2 separate regions of the Mus musculus genome follow, and region 1 is linked to region 2. A link is a contact called in public Hi-C data. All regions are on one chromosome and are shown on one strand. The core of a region is the stretch at or near the end of the contact, and the rest is flanking DNA. Distances in the headings are between cores, read along the strand shown. Region 1 overlaps Gsap (gamma-secretase activating protein). Region 2 has its middle 17 kb from the start of Gsap.

What was found. A called contact is a pair of places that touch in the nucleus more often than the background predicts.
Region 1: a Hi-C map of liver shows a contact between it and region 2, with 2.0 times the contacts expected there. The contact joins two enhancer-like sites. A contact is called at or near these places in 6 of 484 Hi-C or Micro-C datasets (embryonic fibroblasts, embryonic stem cells, liver and 2 more) and 1 of 115 datasets of contacts at active chromatin or transcription factors (acute myeloid leukemia).

What each region holds. Positions count from the first base shown.
Region 1 is chr5:21,264,265-21,269,058 of GRCm38.p6, forward strand. The region is part of intron 19 of Gsap (gamma-secretase activating protein); the gene reads left to right. Among named protein-coding and RNA genes, the nearest start is that of Gsap, 80 kb to the left of the region's middle. Within about 2 kb of position 3,012, at least 18 of the 459 cell types and tissues checked have an H3K27ac peak or open chromatin away from gene starts, as enhancers often do. A contact at or near this core is called in liver, where this site is marked.
Region 2 is chr5:21,166,904-21,171,457 of GRCm38.p6, forward strand. No RefSeq gene overlaps it. Among named protein-coding and RNA genes, the nearest start is that of Gsap, 17 kb to the right of the region's middle. Within about 2 kb of position 2,213, at least 51 of the 459 cell types and tissues checked have an H3K27ac peak or open chromatin away from gene starts, as enhancers often do. A contact at or near this core is called in liver, where this site is marked.

The DNA.
Region 1 (4,794 bases), core at 1,762-4,261, 98 kb after region 2:
GTGTGACTTTTCTTGGATAGATATGGGCAAGTGTCTGGTCATTTCAGATGGGGCATCTAAAGAAATAATTCTATCCAAGTATAGCTTGGTGAACCAATGTGTTTATTGGACCACCTATAAGCACCTGGGTGAGAAGTTGCTTACAGGTGCATGGGCAATTCCCCAGGCAGCTGTGTCAATGGGGCTTTCTGGATGAGTCTTTTCTTTCTCAGCAACTGCTTAATTATGCATAATTATAATTAATTACACAACCCGGGAAGAGCTTCCCAGCCTTGCGTGGTCTAGTACAAGGTATATAATCAACGCCCCCAGGAATATTCTGTGCGCGCACACTCTATCTCACCCGGGCACGCTAGTGCCTGCCTTTGAAGGGTGCTCATGGGCCTGCTCACAACTTTTTCTGTTATTCTTGGTTGACTCAAGACTATGATAAAAAACAAACTTTAAAATTTCATTCATTCATTCATTCATTCATTCATTCATTCATTCATTCATATATGTGAGTTTGTCTGTGTGGGTGTGCAGATACACAAGGGCTTGTGGGAATCGATCTTCTCTCTCCACCCTGTGTGGCTCTGAGATAGAATTCAGGTCAGCAGGCTAACCTACTGAGCCATCTTACTGCCCTCCCCCAAGTGTTTTTAAATAAAGAGAAAGATTTTAAAAATAAGAAGGAGGAGGAGGAGGAGCAGGAGGAGGAGGAGGAGCAGCAGGAGGAGGAGGAGCAGGAGGAGGAGGAGGAGGAGCAGGAGGAGGAGGAGCAGGAGGAGGAGGAGGAGGAGAAGGAGGAGGAGGAGAAGGAGGAGGAGAAGGAGGAGGAGGAGGAAGAGAAGGAGGAGGAGGAGGAGCAGGAGGAGGAGGAGGAGGAGGAGGAAGAGTATTGGTCCTAAAAGCAAGATTGAGGTAAATCATTCCAAGGTGGATTGCTGTGGCAAAGCAGGCATGCCCATAGCCAAACTGACCACTAGATGGCACCACAACACCGACTAGTTTTCTGATTTGGGCACTTGGATTTCATGACCAGATGTAGGAAAATAGAAAGGCTGTGGAGAGAAGACTGCAGGATTGGCCCGATGATCATGATGTGGTGGCGACAACGAAGAATAAGAATAATTATTGTTTAAATTATTGCTATTATAAAAAAACAAACTAGGGAGAAGGACTAAGTAAGATAGGTTTACTATAAAGAAAGAAAAGATAAGGAGTGGGACCTGACCCCAGCCTTCTCACCTGCCCTGGAAATACATCTCAGTTATTAAGGATCCAAGACTTTTCCATCTCTGAGAGAAGGGGCCTTGCCTGTGTAGGCCTTTCTTTCAGGTTACTAAATAAAAGTGCACAATATCACAGAACTTAATTTATTGAGACTCCAAAATCTATGTCAAGCCATTGTTGTCCTTTCAACAATAGCACACCAGCCACATTCTGTTTACTATTAGAGCATTTGTATGTGTGTGATTGAAGTGGATTTTTAGTTCTCACTTATTTTTAACTTCCTTTTCCCCCCTCCTTTTAAATTTACCATTCAAAGAATTTCATACATGCATTGCCCTAGTTAAGTTTTGCACTGTGATCAATACTCTGGCTGAAAGCCACCTGGGAGAAAAGCATGCTGTTATAGCAGGCACAGTTGTAGTGAGCGTACAGTTATAGCAAACACACAGTTAAGGCCCATCATGATGGGTCATGGCAGGAACTCAAAGCAGGAACCTGGAGGCAGGAACTGAAGCAGAGGCTACGGAGGGACTGTATTTACTAGCAGGCTCCCCACCCCCACCCCCACCCCTGCTTTCTCAGCCTGCTTTCTTCTGGGCCCCCAGACTACCCGCCCAGAGACTGCAGCATTCACAGTAGCCTGGGCCCTCCCCCATGCCAATCCTCAATCAAGAAAATGCCCACAGGCTGCCAGTAGCCAGTGTGGTGAGGGCAGATTCTTAACTGAGGCTCCATCTTCTTAGATGACTCTCCCTTGGGTCACTTTGACAAAAACAAAAAACAAACAAACAAACAAAAACCAGAAAGTAACCAGGCTGTTCAAGGACACAACCTGATCAAAGCCACTCCCTCATCTCCACCTCCTCCCCATCCTCCCTCATCTCCACCTCCTCCCCATCCTCCCTCATCTCCACCTCCTCCCCATCCTCCCTCATCTCCACCTCCTCCCCATCCTCCCTCATCTCCACCTCCTCCCCATCCTCCCTCATCTCCACCTCCTCCCCATCCTCCCTCATCTCCTCCTCCTCCCCATCCTCCCTCATCTCTTCCTCCTCCCCATCCTCCCTCATCTCCACCTCCTCCCCATCCTCCCTCATCTCCTCCTCCTCCCCATCCTCCCTCATCTCCTCCTCCTCCCCATCCTCCCTCATCTCCACCTCCTCCCCATCCTCCCTCATCTCCACTTCCTCCCCATCCTCCCTCATCTCCTCCTCCTCCCCATCCTCCCTCATCTCCACCTCCTCCCCATCCTCCCTCATCTCCACCTCCTCCCCATCCTCCCTCATATCCACCTCCTCCCCATCCTCCCTCATCTCCTCCTCCCCATCCTCCCTCATCTCCACTTCCTCCCCATCCTCCCTCATCTCCTCCTCCTCCCCATCCTCCCTCATCTCCTCCTCCTCCCCATCCTCCCTCATCTCCACCTCCTCCCCATCCTCCCTCATCTCCACTTCCTCCCCATCCTCCCTCATCTCCTCCTCCTCCCCATCCTCCCTCATCTCCACCTCCTCCCCATCCTCCCTCCTCTCCACCTCCTCCCCATCCTCAGCCACTGCCCTCCCAACTCCACGTGGTTCTTTAAAACTCACTGACTGAATCGTCTCAGTGCTGCCAAATTGTTCATCTATTGGCCCATCCACAGCAATATGGGCAGCCTCACAGGGGCTGCATCCCTGGAGCAAACAGACTCCCTTGTCCAGCCACTAGGGATTGCTGATAGCGCTTATAAGCCCCTCCCTCCTCCATGCTGGGATCTGCTGACTTGGTCTTGTGCAAGTTCTGTGCACTCATTCACAGCTGCTATGAGGTCATGTGTGCACAGGCCCTGTCCTGTTTGGAAAACAGAGTTTACAGTAGTTCTCCACCCCCGCTTGCTCTTTCAGCCTTTCTGCCCACTCTTCTGGGATGACCCCTGAGTGGTGGGGGTGTATGTAGATGAGTTAGATGGCTGGGTTCACTGGTGAGTACTTTATCCCCTACTAGTATGTGTAGCACCTTCTGACACTATGGAAGCTGGCCAGTGCACACAGATGATTTGGTCAGCCAGTAGGAATTGACGTTTCCAGGTCTGCACTGGCTTGCTTTCTCCATGTTCTGGAGGGTAACCACTAACAAAGGCAACAGCGTCTGTTTTGAGGGGATATATGGGACCCTTTGAGCATAAGCTGTCTTAGTGCATCCTATTAAGACTGTCACCTCAGTAAGCAACAGCTGTCAGGCCAGATGTAGCTAGCCCTGGACAATTATTTATAAATATATTTATCTTGGTAAGACTGTATTATTAAAAACTGCTTGATCCCAGTGAGGCAGGAGAGTACAATGGAGAGAAGACCACTGTTGCCAAGGTGGACATAAAACAGGGCACACATGAGACAGCCTGTGCTACATAAATGGCCTCATAGACCAGGATATAAAGTCCCAGTGCTCCCTATAGCGTTTGCCATTGAGTTCCCGACTCTTCTCCCAGCTCTGGCTTGCTTCCTTCTCTCAGAAAACTGTTTCCACATCTGCGGCTGTCCATGAGCCCCGTTCAGCCTCTTGTTCTAGAACACAGGAAGCTGGAAATCCCAGGAAATCTCAGCACTCACCAGACCCGCATATCTACAGACATCACCATGATGGCGCTCACCAGACTCCCATATCTACAGACATCACCATGATGGCGCTCACCAGACCCCCATATCTACAGACATCACCATGATGGCGCTCACCAGACTCCCATATCTACAGACATCACCATGATGGCGCTCACCAGACCCCCATATCTACAGACATCACCATGATGGCGCTCACCAGACTCCCATATCTACAGACATCACCATGATGGCACTCACCAGACCCCCATATCTACAGACATCATGATGGCACTCACCAGACCCACATATCTACAGACATTACCATGATGGCACTCACCAGACCCCCATAGCTACAGACATCACCATGATGGCACTCACCAGACCCGCATATCTACAGACATCACCATGATGGCACTCACCAGACCCGCATATCTACAGACATCACCATGATGGCACTCACCAGACCCCCATAGCTACAGACATCATCATGATGGCACTCACCAGACCCACATATCTACAGACATCACCATGATGGCACTCACCAGACCCGCATATCTACAGACATCACCATGATGGCACTCACCAGACTCCCATATCTACAGATATCACCATGATGGCGCTCACCAGACCCGCATAGCTACAGACATCACCATGATGGCACTCACCAGACCCCCATAGCTACAGACATCACCATGATGGCACTCACCAGACCCCCATATCTACAGACATCACCATGATAGCGCTCACCAGACCCCCATATCTACAGACATCACCATGATGGCGCTCACCAGACCCGCATATCTACAGACATCACCATGATGGCACTCACCAGACCCCCATAGCTACAGACATCACCATGATGGCACTCACCAGACTCCCATATCTATAGACATCACCATGATGGCACTCACCAGACCCACATATCTACAGACATCACCATGATGGCACTCACCAGACCCCCATAGCTACAGACATCATCATGATGGCACTCACCAGACCCCCA
Region 2 (4,554 bases), core at 963-3,462:
ACTTGGTCTTCAGTTTTGTGTAGGGTAATAAATATGGATCTATTTACACTCTTCTACATGTAGACATCTAGTTAGACCATCATTTGTTGAAGATACTTTCTTTTATTCAGTGTGTATTTATAAACTTTTTATGAAAATCAAGTGTCCATAGGTGTGTGGATTTATGTCTGGGCCTTTGATTCAATTCCATTGATCAACCTGTTTGTTTTTATGCCAATATAGTGTGGACTATAGCTCTTCATTACAACTTGAAATAAGGGATGGTGGTACCTCCAGAAGTTTTTTTATTGTTTAGGATTGTCTTAGCTATCCTAAGTTTTTTGTTTTCCCATGAGAATTGTCATTTTAATATTTGTAAAGAATTGTGTTGAAATTGTGATGGGGATTGCATTGAATCTGTACATTGCTTTTGGTAAGCTGGTCATTTTTACTATGTTAATCCTATTGATCCATTAGCAAGGGAAGTCTTTCTATCTTCTGATATCTTCTTTAATTTTCTTCAAAGACTTGAAGTTTTTATCATACAAGTCTTTTACTTGCTTGGTTAGAGTTACCCTAAGCTATTTCATACTGTTTGAGGGTATTGTGAAGGGTCTTATTTCCCTGGTTTGTTTGTTTGTTTGTTTGTTTGTTTGTTTACATGATTTATTTGCCAGTGTGTGCAGTGAAGATGAAGACCTGAGACACATACTGACATAAACTTGGGTAGAGCCAAACTTTGGGGTGATAGAAGTTTGCTCTAGTGTTGTTTCCATCTCTACCTCCACATTTTCCAGAACCCCGCAGACATCGACTCTGATGATGCTCCTTTCTTTTGTGAAATCTGCAAACATTTGTTCATAATGGACTCATAAGACTTGATATGATGCAAATGCAGTGTACCTGATGCGCTGATGTTTTATGTTCTATAGGGAATTCTGACAGAACTAGGACACATTGGTTGGTGTCTTTGCCCCACCCTCTGTGTGTGTGTGATAGGGTGTCACTATTGGAGCCTTGGCTGTCCTGGAACTGGATGTAGACCAGGCTAATCTTGATCTTCACAGAGATCTTCACTTGTTTCTTCCTCTCAAGTGCTTGGATTATAGGCATAGACCACAAAACAAAAATCATCTGGGTTTTTGTTTTTTTTGATTTGGGGGTGGATTATTTATTTAGTTTTGGGTCAATGTCTTACTATGAGGCCTTAAGCTTTCTAGGGAGACCTCTGTATATATTTGGTAAATAGTCTAAAACTATTTAAAATCTAAAAATGGTTAAATTTGTGGATTCTAGAACCTACTGATATAAAGAGCCAAGAAGTTGTAACCTCATGAAAAATAGTCTATTGGTGGACAGGCCACTAGTGCGGATGTTGTCCGCTGAGTTCCACATTTCAATATGTACGCTACCTGGCAAAGGACAAAACGTATAGAAAAGGAAGACCCTGAACCTTTGTTACTGGAGGACGCCAGCTACCTTTTCTTTCCTTCAGTCTCAGGGTTTTTACATGGGAGGTGTTTGGAGAGAGTGGTAGAGAGGCAGGAAGAGAAGATAGATTTTTGCTGTGGGCCCTCCACACAGAGCAAACTGGGACTTATGGAAGCTGGAGGTCAAAAAATGGCCAAGACTGACTATGAACTTGTTTTAGGGTCTGTGGCTTGAAGGTGAGGGTATTAAAATTATTTTAAAATGTGTGTTTGTATGTGTGTGGTATGCATGTGCATGTATCTGTATATGTGTGTGTGTGTGTGTGTGTGTACACGCTCTCATGCATACAGGTGTATATGTGTGTGTGTGTGTGTGTATGCATATAGTGGGTATGTGTATAGATGTGTGTTTGTGTACAGGCTGGAGGCCAAAATCAGGTATCTCTATCTCTCTACAACTTTATACAAGGCAAAGTCTTACACTGAACTCAGAGGACTAGTCATCTCAGCTATTCTGTAGCAAACTGCTCCGGAGATCCTGCGTGTCTCACACAGTGAGATGCCAAGTGGGCTGCCACACCCACACAACATTTACTCGGGTGCTGAGGCTCTCCCTGCTCCTCACACTTGTTCAGCAACCACTTACCCACAGAGCCATTTCCCCAGCCCTGGTTATTAAAATTAAGAATTCCTTAAGGGCCCAGATCTTGAAGAATAAATCTCGTCTAAAACCAAGGCACAGTAGCAAAGAGGGTGAACAGTGCAGGCTTTGGGCTGTGCTTTTCTTCTTCTTTGGGTCTGGCTTTGTTCTATAGTGTCAGCAATATGGCGTCTGGCCAGCGGCAGCACATTTTGTAAGCCTGTTCCACTGAAAACTATTACAATTTGGAAAAATTCCCAGTTGCATAGTCCTCCGGAAATGCCGAGTGCTTTCAGAGCTTTGCAGCCATTATCACATCTATTAGTTTAGAGTCAATTCTCTGCTTGCTTCTCTATCAAATTGTATGGCTTGGGCTCATCAGAGGGGGAGAGACTTTAGCTTTGAGGAGACATGATCACATTATCTGTAGAAATCACATTTTCTCTCCACAGGCTTGGACTGCTGCTGCCCATAAGCATTAGCTTTATCATTTCTTTGCTTCAGATGTCCTCAGAAAATGACAGAACAATGCCTTCCAAGGTTCCCACAGTGCAGATAAAGGAAAGTGGGCTGGTAGGAGCATAGGTCACATTGGAACCATTTGGCCTTTGCCTCGTGTGCTTCAGTGCGTTCCTTTCTGTTTGCCTGTCCATGTGTGAAGAAGACATAATTACACCTGCTTCTTATTTGCCTCAGAGGAATGTTCCAGAAACACATTTCAGGATCCTATAAAGTCCCTAGAGCACAGAGAAGTAAAATTACAAGAAAACTCATAGTTGTCGGAATAGTCCTGCAAACCTTGGCTAATTCTATCAGTTTATTAATGAAGATGCATTGCTGTATTATTGCTATATTCAATTTCGTTGAGTGTCTCTGTGCTCTGTGACTTGGTACCTTGGTGCATATGTCTAAGAAGAGAGTTTGCAGGATGGATATTCAGCCAAAAATGAAGGCTTGAAATGGCCCATTTCCTTTGAACTCATTTGTGTTGAGGGTTATAGTGGAAAGGAATGAGCTAAAGAAGGACTACTCGGTGAGCAGCTCTACCCTTCACCATACACATGCTAGGATTTTTCTGGTTCATGGCAAAAAAAACAAAAACAAAAACAAAATCACTTAGGTCAGCAAATATTTCTTCAGGTCAGAAGTGGTTGTTTCATTCTGGTTCACCCTCAGACTCATGCTCAGCTGTCTGTCTTACCACTTGTCTAAGGATGGTACCACCACAGCAGGCTGGCCCCTCCTACACCTACTAATAATCAAGATAATCTTCTGAAGACATGCCTTCAGGCCAGTCTGATCTAAGCAACTCCTCCAGTGATGTTTTCCTATCAGATGACTGTGGGCTGTGTCAATCTGACAGTTAAGGCAAAACAGGGTAGCGACTGTGAAGAGAATCATTGGAAGAAGTGGGCCATTGATTGGGAAGAGAGGGGGAAGTGGTGTCTCTGAGGGGACAAGAGAGGGTAACAGGGGGTGGGCATGTATACAAATGTTACTGTGCTGGTTGGTTAGTTTTGTCAACTTGACACAAGCTGGTGTCATCTGGGAAGAGGGGACCTCAAATGACAAAATGCTTCCATCCTATTACCCTGTAGGACTTCTATGGAGGCATTTTCTTGTTAATGATTGATGTGGGAGGGCTCAGGCTATTGTGGAGGGCCTCACCCCTGGGAAGCTGGCTTCTATAAGAAAACAAGTTGAGCGAGGCACGGAGAGCAAGCCAGTGACCAGTCTTCCTCCATGCTTCCTGCTTCTGCTCCTGTTTGAGCTCCCGCCCTGGCCTCTCTTGGGGAGGGACTGTGATCAAGGTGTGTAAGCAAAATCAACCCTCTTATCCCCAAGTCACGTCTGGTCATGGTGTTTATCCTAACAACAGAAAAGTAATACAGTCAAGGTGAAATCAATCGTTATGTATAATTAATATATGCTAATAAAAGCATTTCTTAAAAGATTTAGAAGAAAATCAAGTCAAATTACACAAGTCCTATAGTGTAATTGCCACTTATATAAATAACAAGGCAAATAGAGACACATACACTATACCAGTTTCCTCCAAGATACCGCTTTTACTATTATTAACCTTCCTTTGTTTTCCCAGAAGGAAAGACACATCTGTTTCCTGCAAATTGCTGAAACAGCATCAGCAGTGTGGAACAGTGGGGAAAGCCCAGTGAACGTGTATAAACGGGAAATCCAGAGCAGGGCAGGATGCTTGCTTTTATGCTGTGGCACCCACTCCCCCTTGAACCCACAGACCTTTTTGAGCTGTGTCCCCAAGACTAGCATTGGCAGCACCTGGGAACCTCAGACACGGAGCGATAAAGCCCAGCAGTCAATGTGTTAACAACTTCTCCATGCCTACAAAAGGGGAATTAGAATCCTGCAGGTGAGGAACTGGACCGTCTAGGAGTTTAAGGGGTAGTGGGCTGAGCCTGATCCCCGGACTCCTAGGAGGGTGCTCCTCTTATTGGTTTAGCTCCGGTCTTGTATTTGGGGACAGTA